3 separate regions of the Mus musculus genome follow, and all the other regions are linked to region 3. The links are chromatin contacts, called in public HiChIP or PLAC-seq maps. All regions are on one chromosome and are shown on one strand. Each heading gives the region's core, a stretch centred on a gene start, on an enhancer-like site or on the middle of the called end of the contact. The rest is flanking DNA. Distances are from core to core; before and after follow the strand shown.

Region 1 (3,584 bases), core at 392-2,891, 600 kb before region 3:
CAATTCCCAGCAACCAACCACATGGTGGCTCACAACCATCTGTAATGGGATCACATGCCCTCTTCTGGTGTGTCTGAAGACAGCAACAGTGTACTCATATAAATAAAATAAATAATTCAAAAATAAATAAAAACATTCTTATTCTTTGAGAATTTCATATAAAACATTTTTTACCATATGCAGCCCCATCTTCCAACTTGTCCAGATTCATTTCTGCCTCCTACTCAACTTCATGTTCCACCCCCACACACACATACACAGACCCCTACCCCCTCGCCCCCCCCCCCCAGGCCCCTTTCTCGGCTCCTTGCCTCTCCTTTCTCCCTGTGCTGGAACTGCAAGTGGCCGTTACCACGCTGGGCTGAGCATTCTTTGTCAAGCTTCGCTTTGAACAGACTTAACAAACTCAACTATATGCTATTGGAATTAGAGTTTACTCGTTTTAGTGCCAGGAATCGAACCCAGGGCCTCGCACATGCTAGGTAAGCACTCTGCCACTAAGCCACATCCACAACCGTGTTCCTCTTTCAAAAGAGGAGCTCAGTGATGTGCCCAGGTGGCCTTAGCCTCCCATCAGACCGTAACCTCAAGGTCCTCCTGCCTCAGCCTCCTGAGTACAGGCCTGTGCTGCTGGCCTGGTGGTAATAATTAGCAATAATAAATGGCTTTCCAAGAAAACTACTAAACACCTGATCGAAGGTCTTTCATCATAGGCTCAGCAGAATTAGACTTGGAAGAAGTCTTCGGTAAATCCCTTTTTCAGAACCCAAGAACTAGGACAGGAAAGGTGGGGATACACGCCTCGCTGAATCTTCAGAAAGCCCCTCGAGGCGGGTTCAGCATCCCAGGCTGGGTAGGTCACCCTGATGTGTTAGATAGAATGTAGCTGCAGATACACAGGGTAAAGTAGTGGCTAGTGGGATGCCAGCCCGATCCTCATGGCTCAAGACTTGCAACTGAGTATCAGGAGTGTAGCCCTGTGTTCACACCTACCAGGAGCTAGCTCAGTCACAAATCTGTCCATGAGGAATCAGCCGAATACACAGGCATGACCAGGCCCTCCTAGCTGCTGAGGCCTGGCTAACAGCTGGGACAGATGAGCATCCGTGAGGAAAGGGTCACCAAGAGGAACAGAACTCCTCAGGGCTGCGGTACCCTCAGCAGGAGGATACCCTTGGGGCTGACTTCAGATGTGTCAGCCGAGTGAGAGTCCTGCCTCCCTACATGGGCTGCGTGAGTCTTCCAAGAGAGGAGAATGCTTTTCTAAATAGTCTGCCTTGAGTCCAGCCTAGGTAGACACAGGGGCTCTGGCCACTCTATTCCCTGGAAGAGACTGAGCGGCCTTAGTAAGGGGCGTTTCCTATGGCCTCTGCAGCAGTCCTACCAGATGTTGTGTTTGGAGAAGGATGTCAGTAAATTAAAAATGGGGGTCGCTGCAGTTACAAATTTAAGTCTAAATGGTTAGGGACTATTCCAGCCATCCTGGCTTATTTTTCTTTAAGTAAAACAATGTAGCGAGCGATAGTGTGTTCAACCACTAGAGGGCAGCATCAAATAAGCTATTGGTCTTTAGGGTTGGGTCTGCCTTATAGAAAAGTAGGTTCGCTTGTGTTTTAAGAAGTCGACAAACTGCCCTTGTTTGCCTGTCATGGAGGAGTTTCCACAGGCAAGCTTTTCCATGCTAACATCTGAGAAAGCCTAAGGCAAAGTAAAACAAGCCAGTGACTCAGGAGTTACACATGAAAACAAATGTATTATATCGTTCACATTTTATAGAAAAGTTTGACTGGGTGATTCACAGAGCTAGCTGGTGTGAAGCAGAATTGGATTAAAGGAACATGTTCTCTTTGTTTGTTTTGTTTGTTTTGTTTTGTTTTTCAAGACAAGGTTTCTCTGTATAGCCCTTGCTATCCTGCAACTCACTCTGTAGACCAAGCTGGCTTCAAACTCAGAGAGCCACCTGCCTCTGCTGGGATTAAAAGCGTGCACCACCGCCTGGCTAGGACCATGTTCTTTTTTTTTTTTTTTTTTTTTTTTTTTAAAATTTTTACTACTTTTATTTTTTTATTTTTTTTTTCCATTTTTTATTAGGTATTTAGCTCATTTACATTTCCAATGCTATACCAAAAGTCCCCCTTACCCACCCACCCCCACTCCCCTACCCACCCACTTCCCCCCTTTGGCCCTGGCGTTCCCCTGTACCGGGGCACACAAAGTCTGCGTGTCCAATGGGCCTCTCTTTCCAGTGATGGCCGACTAGGCCATCTTTTGATACATATGCAGCTAGAGTCAAGAGCTCAGGGGTACTGGTTAGTTCATAATGTTGTTCCACCTATAGGGTTGAAGATCCCTTTAGCTCCTTGGGTACTTTCTCTAGCTCCTCCATTGGGAGCCCTGTGATCCATCCATTAGCTGACTGTGAGCATCCACTTCTGTGTTTGCTAGGCCCCGGCATAGTCTCACAAGAGACAGCTACATCTGGGTCACAAGAGACAGCTACATCTGGGTCACAAGAGACAGCTACATCTGGGTCACAAGAGACAGCTACATCTGGGTCACAAGAGACAGCTAGGACCATGTTCTTAAGCAGGACACCGCATAATAGTCCCCTGAACAATCTGGGTCACTGTTAGGTTTCATGCTACCCAAACCTGATCACCATGGCTTAAGCAATAAAGTCATGTGTCAATCCTTTCAAATGGGTCCAGCATGCTCTCAGGATCTCAGATGCCTGCGGACGTCACACGGGCAGAACAGGGGCTCCTTGATTCCAAGGAAGCAGTGAGTTTATTAGGCACATTGCTGTTCCTGTCAAAGCTGCTTCAATTTAAGTGCATTAATTACTTTTCTATTGCTGAGATCAAGGTAATTTACACAAGGAAGAGTTTATTTGGGGTTTGTCTTAGTCAGGCTTTCTATTCCTGCACAAACATCATGACCAAGAAGCAAGGTGGGGAGGAAAGGGTTTATTCGGCTTACATTTTCCACATTGCTCTTCATCACCAAAGGAAGCCAGGACTGGAACTCAAGCAGGACAGAAAGCAGGAGCTGATGCAGAGGCAATGGACAGATGTTACTTACTGGCTTGCTCCCCCTGCCTTGCTCAACCTGCTCTCTTACAGGACCCAGGACAACCAGCCCAGGAATAGCACCACCCACAAGGGGACCTCCCACCCTTGATCACTAATTGAGAAAATACCTTAATTGAAAATACCTAGATCTCATGGAGGCATTTCCTCAAGGGAGGCTCCTTTCTCTGCGATAACTGCAGCTTGTGTCAAGTTGACACACAGAACCAGCCAGCACAGGTTCCAGGATGTTGGAGCAGAGGTCGCAGGCAGCAGGTGGCCATAACAACAGCCGAGGACTCATATCTTGAACTACAAACAGAAGGCAGACCGGGCAATCAGTAAGCTCACCACTGGCTTTTCAAATCTCAAAGCTTGCCCCTAGACACAACTCCTCCAACAAGACCACATCGCTTAATCCTTCCCAAACAGGTCCATCAACTGGGGACTGCATATTTAAACATACTAGCCTATGGGAGACAATCTAATTCAAGCCAGCACACTGAGGAAGAGTGG
Region 2 (3,420 bases), core at 847-3,346, 580 kb before region 3:
GAGGAGCCAATGTCAAAAGCTCTTTTTTTGCTAGCCAAATCTAAGTACCTGGGAGGTCTAGAGCCAAAGGTGACCCGGCTAAGTTTACCTGGGCACTAGTCCCATTTCTTTGTGCACCTGGCAGACTTCTTTGCTTCTAGGCCATTTTTGCACCTGTAGGCTGGGAGCTTTTTCTTATCTTTCCCTTTAAAGGTCAGTTCTAAGTTCAGCCTCTTGTGGTGTCTGTTAAATGCACTAAGTTTATAATCGAAAGCGATGAGTTTCCTTTTCCTCCTTCTTCATATAATATCAACAGATAACAGCTATAAAAAAATCACAAGGAAAATACAAAACACAGCCAACAAGATTCTAGAGTTAGAATTTTGCAGAAAGTTTGGCCAGTGACAAGACAAGGTGGTTTAGTTATTGCCACTGTCTACAGCATAACAGTAAGACTTTCAATATGATTAGTGTTTACTCCCTTTATATAAAGAGCAGCTCTGCTTAAAATACAGTGTTTGAGTCATGCTACTGCCCAGAAATGAGGCTCTTAGTGGGAACATACATGGACCAAGAACAATTTTATGTGACCCCCCAGCCTGGTAAGGCATTCTGCATTGTTAATGCAGAACACAAGTCTCCCTTCAAAGGGACCAAGAAAGAGCTTATCCTGGAGCCAAAGATGAGTGACCATGGCCAGTATAGAGACGCTCCTAACTCCAGTTCCAGATGTCTGGCGCCCTATACTTGCTCTCTGGTGTACCTACACATAGTGCACATAAACTCATGCAGACACATACATATACACATAATGAATATAGATAGGAAATCATATAAACATTAAAGCTATAGCTAATTCAATATTTTAGTATAACTATTAATCTTATAATATTTTCTTTTAAAGCCCCTGTACCTATATAAAATTTTCATAGCTCACCTAGATTTTTAAAAGAAATAATCCATAGATTGCTATAAAATATTATGTCCAAAGTAAACAACTCCATATGCCTTTAAGTTATCCAATTGTCCTTTTTAAAAACTTGGCCTAGGATAAGGAAAGATCATAAAATTAGATGTTTTGAGTTTCTGAATACTGACATTATGCTTTAATAATGACAATCATAGATTTCTTTAGAATATTAGTTTATATGTAACCTTAGTGTATAGCCTCATTTGTACGTTTATTTATACAAATATATATCTACAATACAGTACAAACTATAGATGTCACTAATAAGCATAAACATTGCATAATCTTTAAAAATCATCAGCCTGTAAGAATTCCTAATTTTTCTCCAAATCTCTTTTATTTAAAAGGATTTGACAACACAAAGACTTTTGTCATACAAAAAAAAAATTACAAGTGTTTGCATTAAAACAAAATCTAACTGAAAAAGTTTCTGAAATTTCCCCATCATGTTGCATATCAGACTTCTTGAAAGTCATATATAAGGACATTTTAAAATATGTAAGTGAGAGCGTGAGTCAGGCCTGATACAGCAAAGCAATGCACAGTAATCCGTTAAAAGACAAGTGTAGAATTATATTACATATATCAAAAGTTCATTTTCTGCTATGATTCCATCAGGTCGGATGCCTCCAGGAACTAGAAACTATGACCTTTCCCAGGGTTCTGGAGCAATAGAAGCCTCAACGGGGGGGGGGGGGGGGGGGGCGGCGCAGGGACACACACAGAAACGTGCTTGCATGCAAAGACCTATATGAACTACAACTCCCAGAAGCCTCTTGAAAAGGGCTGAATTTCCCAGAAAGCTTCGCCCCCTACCCCACAACTCCTCTTCCCCTAGGGCAGCCTTAAGTTGAAAGTGGAGTGAGAAGCCCTGCAGTAGGGAGGGTCCTCTGGGGCCCTTGTGGGGTGTCAGCCTCCAGGGCTCGGTTGTGAGTTACAGAAAGCCAGGCTTTGTTAGGATGGCTCTGAGGCTGCTTGGGCCGGTGCCATTTTTCCCTACTGGTCCCCTGGGAAACAGATCATGGTTTCAGCTCCTCCTTATCCGCAGTCAGGCTCCCTCTTGAAAGAAGAGACAGTCTTGAACCTCCAGGCGTGATCTGTAGAGTGTCACGTGTCACAGTTCTCTTGCAGCTTCTGCTGTGCCTGCAGGCTGTGGGAACAAGTGTGAACAGTACTGTGGCTCCCGACCACGTTTTCCTGTGACCCTGCCCATCCAGCTCATACTAGCGAATACCTGGGGTTCTGGAGGTTGTTAGTCTCCTTGCTAAGACTCTCCACTCAGTGTCATTCCTCAGACTCCAACTTATTTGGGACCCCAGCCTTTTTATTTTTGTTTTTTAAATCTGTCTCCTTCAAAGCTTGTCAGCCCTTAAAGATCACACCCCATCCTACCCCACTCCCCACTGCTCCCCCCCAGCCCCTGCTCCCCTTAAAACAAAACAAAAATCTGAGGATTGTGATGGGAGCATTCAGAAATGGGAATGGAGTGGACTAAGAGGAAGCTACAGGACATGAGAGGGCCTGAAAGATAACGGGGGGGGGGGGGGGGGAATGGGAAGGTTAAATGATGGTGAAGAGAGAGAATGAGGCCAAAAGTACACCACTGAAAAAGCTAACACTGAGTTTCCCTCATTAGAATTCTCCCTCCCTCCCTCCCTCTTTTTCTCCCTCTCTCCCTCCCTCCCTCCCTCCCTCCCTCCCTCCCTCCCTCCCTCCCTCCCTCCCTCCCTCCCTTCTTTTCCTTTTTTTCTGTTTCACTGTGTCATCCTGAGCTGGCCATAGCTGACCAGGCTAGCCTTGAACTTGTAATGATTCACCTGCCTTGGTCTCCCAAGCACTTGGATTAAAAGCATGCACCACCCTGCCCCTCGCTTATGATTTATATATGACTGAGTAGATAAGGCTGGCCTCCTGAATACTGGGATTATAGGCCTGGCCCACCACACATTATCACTAATGTTTTTGGATTTTACCTCTGCGTCCTGGGATCCTGAACCCAGTTCCTTGCACATGCTGGATAATTGCTGTATACCAATAAGTGATAAACCCTGTCCAGAATTGTGGATGGTTATACAACCCATAGTAATTTCCCCCCTAAACTCCTAAGTCAAGTACACAGGTCCCTAACTCTTAGGGAGCTACAATGACTGGTATTAGTGTGTTCTATGAGATAGTGTATCGTAGGACACAATCCTGCAGTCAGTCATGAAGAATAGACTACTCAGAGGTACTGACATGTTGCTCTATTTCTTGAACCTTGTGGAGGTCTCTCAGACCCTTTTAGGATCTACACAGTTTAAGCTATTTATAGGAACTGGATGTATCCCAGCATGTGGGCTCCGGAGGTCAGGAAGAAAACGCCTTTCAAGGTGTCCCTATCTGCTTGTTAGTTTTAACATCAGTCCAGGGTACATAAAACCCTGTCTAAAATCCCGGGTTGCAAAAAGGAGGAGGAAAAAAAAAATCCCTGT
Region 3 (3,210 bases), core at 145-2,644:
TCATTAAGTTTTATGAGCTTTCTATGTACAGATTCTGGGTAGATATTATTCCCTATTATTTTCCTCTCACTTAAAAAGTTGAAGGTAGCAATGTGTTCACTAAAATGCTCTCTTCTCCTTCCTCACAGATGGTTTGTCCATATAATGTATGACTTAATGCTGCCAACAAGACATAAGCAGATACTAATGAAGTGAGCTAGCAGATCTGGCTACAAGGATCCCCTTTTTTCTCCCTCCCTGAGCCCAGAGCATGGCTGAAATGACTACAGCTGCCTGTCTCTATGCATCTGCTTCATCTCTGTGCTCAATATTCAATACTGTATCATATTTCCTAAAAACTAGGCTACTGAACAGCACTGTGGTGTTCAAGCAAATAAAAAGAAACTGATGAAAGACTGGAGATGTAGTTCAATAATTAGAGGGCTTACCAGGAATCTGGACTATATCCCCAGTATCATATGGAGAGAAGGATAGTTAAAAAATTAGGAAGTTAACAGAATCTAACTATTTCAGAACACCAAGTAAGAAGCAACCAACAAAAAAGATGTTTGCCACATCAATGAACCTGAGAGCCACGTGCGATCCTGTTAGTATTCTCTGTATCATCTTAGCAAAGTGTGGCACAGACTGATTCTCTAAATGCTGCCTAAACAATAAATGCTTAAAATAAAGCCAAAGGAGCTTATGTTTATTGAAAAAATGTATCATAATATTTCTGCACCTCAATTTCTATTTTCTGCCAAGTATTAAAGGCAGTTTACACTACACTGAATAAGATGACACATATAAAGTTAATAAAACACTACCCAACACAGTGTAAGCAATCAACACCAGGGCGAAATCAGTGCTCATTTCCCATGAAAACTTGATGCTGCTTCTTCCAAAGTAAGTAATGAATAATTTATAAAGGAAAAATAAAAAATACAACACAAACTGCAATTTTAAAACAGGAGAAAGCTGGACAGTGGTGGCACACACCTTTAATTCTAACTCTTGAGAGGCAGTGGCAGGTGCATCTCTGTGAATTCCAGGCCAGCCTGGTCTACAGAGTAAGTTCCAGAACAGCCAGGGCTATACAGAGAAACCCTGTCTCAAAAAACACAAAAACAAACAAACAAACCAAAAAAAGAAATGTTTTCAATTACGATTAAAAAGGTTAAGTATCTTAAATGCTTTTAAAAGATTTTGTTTTCCTTTTGTATTGACCAATGTTAAAATTACCTGCAAATTTTTCATATGTGGCTTTAAACTTTCCAAAATGTCAAGAAGATAATGGGACACTGAATGTTTTCAGAAATTGCTATCTTTGGCAATACTGGTGAGTCTCAGATATAACCCAGCCATGTGTGCTGAGGCATGGTGTTTATCCACACTCAGCAACTGCACACGCCTTCCTGTTTCCAAGTCTTCTGTTAGTTAAAAACATAAGTTCTTCTTCCAGCTTCATGAGCACATTATGTCAAGCTCAAAAAGTCAATCTTTTGACCTCGCCATCTGCCATGATCTCTTGTCAACTTTCAGACAATGTAGCTCCCACAGATGGTCTCAACATGCAAGCCCTTTTACATTCCAGTCACAATTTAGAGGCTCCAACATAAACCCAAGGTAATATGCTAACCAAAATTCAGGCAAGAGCAAGCAATATCACTTCAATCACAATCTGTAGGCTTCTTTTATCAGCATATAAGACAGAATTCTAATAGTGCCAGTAAAAGAAGCTACGAAATTAAAGTTCATCAAATAGAACATTGCATTACTAATTTTAAATTCATTCTCATGATTAAAAGTTTAAAAACATGAAACTCAGTGGTAGAGCACTTGCTTAGCATGTGGGAGACTCTGGATTGAATACCCAGCACCATAAAAATACATACATAAACAGAAAAATTAATGAATAAATAACAAAGCCATACTAAGAGTGTAATTGTGTTTAGATTGTGTCCTAGGTTCTTACTGAACCATAGCCCATATACCTTATTGATCCCATTTCACTACCTTTAAATGTGGAAAAGGTATTATTATTCTGTGTGTGTGTGTGTGTGTGTATAGGCACACATGTGACACATCACACATGTTAAAGGAATTGGCTCTCTCCTTCCACCATGTGGGATCAAACTCAAGTCATCAACCTTGGTGGTAAGTTCCTTCACATATTGGGCTACTTCTTTATTACTTTAATAGCCTTTTTACAATTCTTCATATAACTTATTCTCCTGTCTCATGGACTCTGTACAGGCTGTTTCTCTGTCTGAGAGTTTCTCTGGTAAATTCCTCTTCAGATCTCTTCTCAGATGTCCCTCCTCAAGGAAAATAATCCCTTTTCCTCCTCCCAGACTAGGTCAGAGGCTTCTACTTACTGTTTAGCTGCTTTCTCTTTTCATAGCATAGCCTGAGTTGCCGTAATATACTTATTAATGTGATTATCAGACTGTGGCCTATCTCTGCCAACTAAAGTGTAAATTCTATAAGACCAGGAGTCCTGCTCATTTAGTTCACATATGTGTGTGTATGTATGTATATACATACACAGTAGGAGATATATACATGTGTCAGTATTTTAAAATACATGAAAAATCTATTCAATACAACCTAGCAGTGGAAAATGAAAACAAATATTTAGCACATACGCATATCTGGAATTTCAGTAAGCTACAAGTAGAATTCTGGGTATCATAGTCTCATCACAATAAGCAAAAGGATTTTAAAACAACATACTTGTGATTGATAACTTTTTAAAGATTTCTTTATTTATTATGTATAGTGTTCTGCCTGTATGTATGCTTGCATGCCAGAAGAGGGCACCAGATCTCATTATAGGTGGTTATGAGCCACCATGTGGTTGCTAAGAATTGAACTCACAACCTCTGGAAGAACTGCCAGTGCTCTTAATGTCTGAGCCATCTCTCCAGTCCCTTGTGTTTGGTAATTTTTAAAAGTTATAATATAAAATATATTTGTAGTAGAGAACATTTAACTTCACTGTTTGAGAGAGAATCTCAATTTCTTCATTCTAGGCTATGTAGAATTCATTTTGTAGCTTGTGCTGGTCTTAAACTTGTAATAAACATCCTGTCTATCCCTACTAAGTGCTAGGATTACTTGCACAATCACTGCATTCAGCTTAGTTTTACTCTTAATGTAAAATGGATAAGACATAAAAATTCATTTTTTAAAGACAAGGCTGTGGGGGAAGGGGGGAGGGCTAGACAG

The links. HiChIP or PLAC-seq counts read pairs in DNA pulled down with a chosen protein or histone mark.
Region 1: a contact with region 3 is called in an H3K27ac HiChIP or PLAC-seq map of large pre-B cells, with 4 times the contacts expected there. The contact joins two enhancer-like sites. A contact is called at or near these places in 2 of 115 datasets of contacts at active chromatin or transcription factors (embryonic stem cells and large pre-B cells).
Region 2: a contact with region 3 is called in an H3K27ac HiChIP or PLAC-seq map of large pre-B cells, with 3 times the contacts expected there. The contact joins two enhancer-like sites.

Annotation. Positions count from the first base shown.
Region 1 is chr9:96,816,703-96,820,286 of GRCm38.p6, reverse strand. No RefSeq gene overlaps it. Among named protein-coding and RNA genes, the nearest start is that of C430002N11Rik, 53 kb to the right of the region's middle. Within about 2 kb of position 1,641, at least 41 of the 459 cell types and tissues checked have an H3K27ac peak or open chromatin away from gene starts, as enhancers often do.
Region 2 is chr9:96,794,172-96,797,591 of GRCm38.p6, reverse strand. No RefSeq gene overlaps it. Among named protein-coding and RNA genes, the nearest start is that of C430002N11Rik, 30 kb to the right of the region's middle. Within about 2 kb of position 2,096, at least 223 of the 459 cell types and tissues checked have an H3K27ac peak or open chromatin away from gene starts, as enhancers often do.
Region 3 is chr9:96,217,620-96,220,829 of GRCm38.p6, reverse strand. All of the region lies in intron 2 of Tfdp2 (transcription factor Dp 2), which reads right to left. Among named protein-coding and RNA genes, the nearest start is that of Tfdp2, 23 kb to the right of the region's middle. Within about 2 kb of position 1,394, at least 13 of the 459 cell types and tissues checked have an H3K27ac peak or open chromatin away from gene starts, as enhancers often do.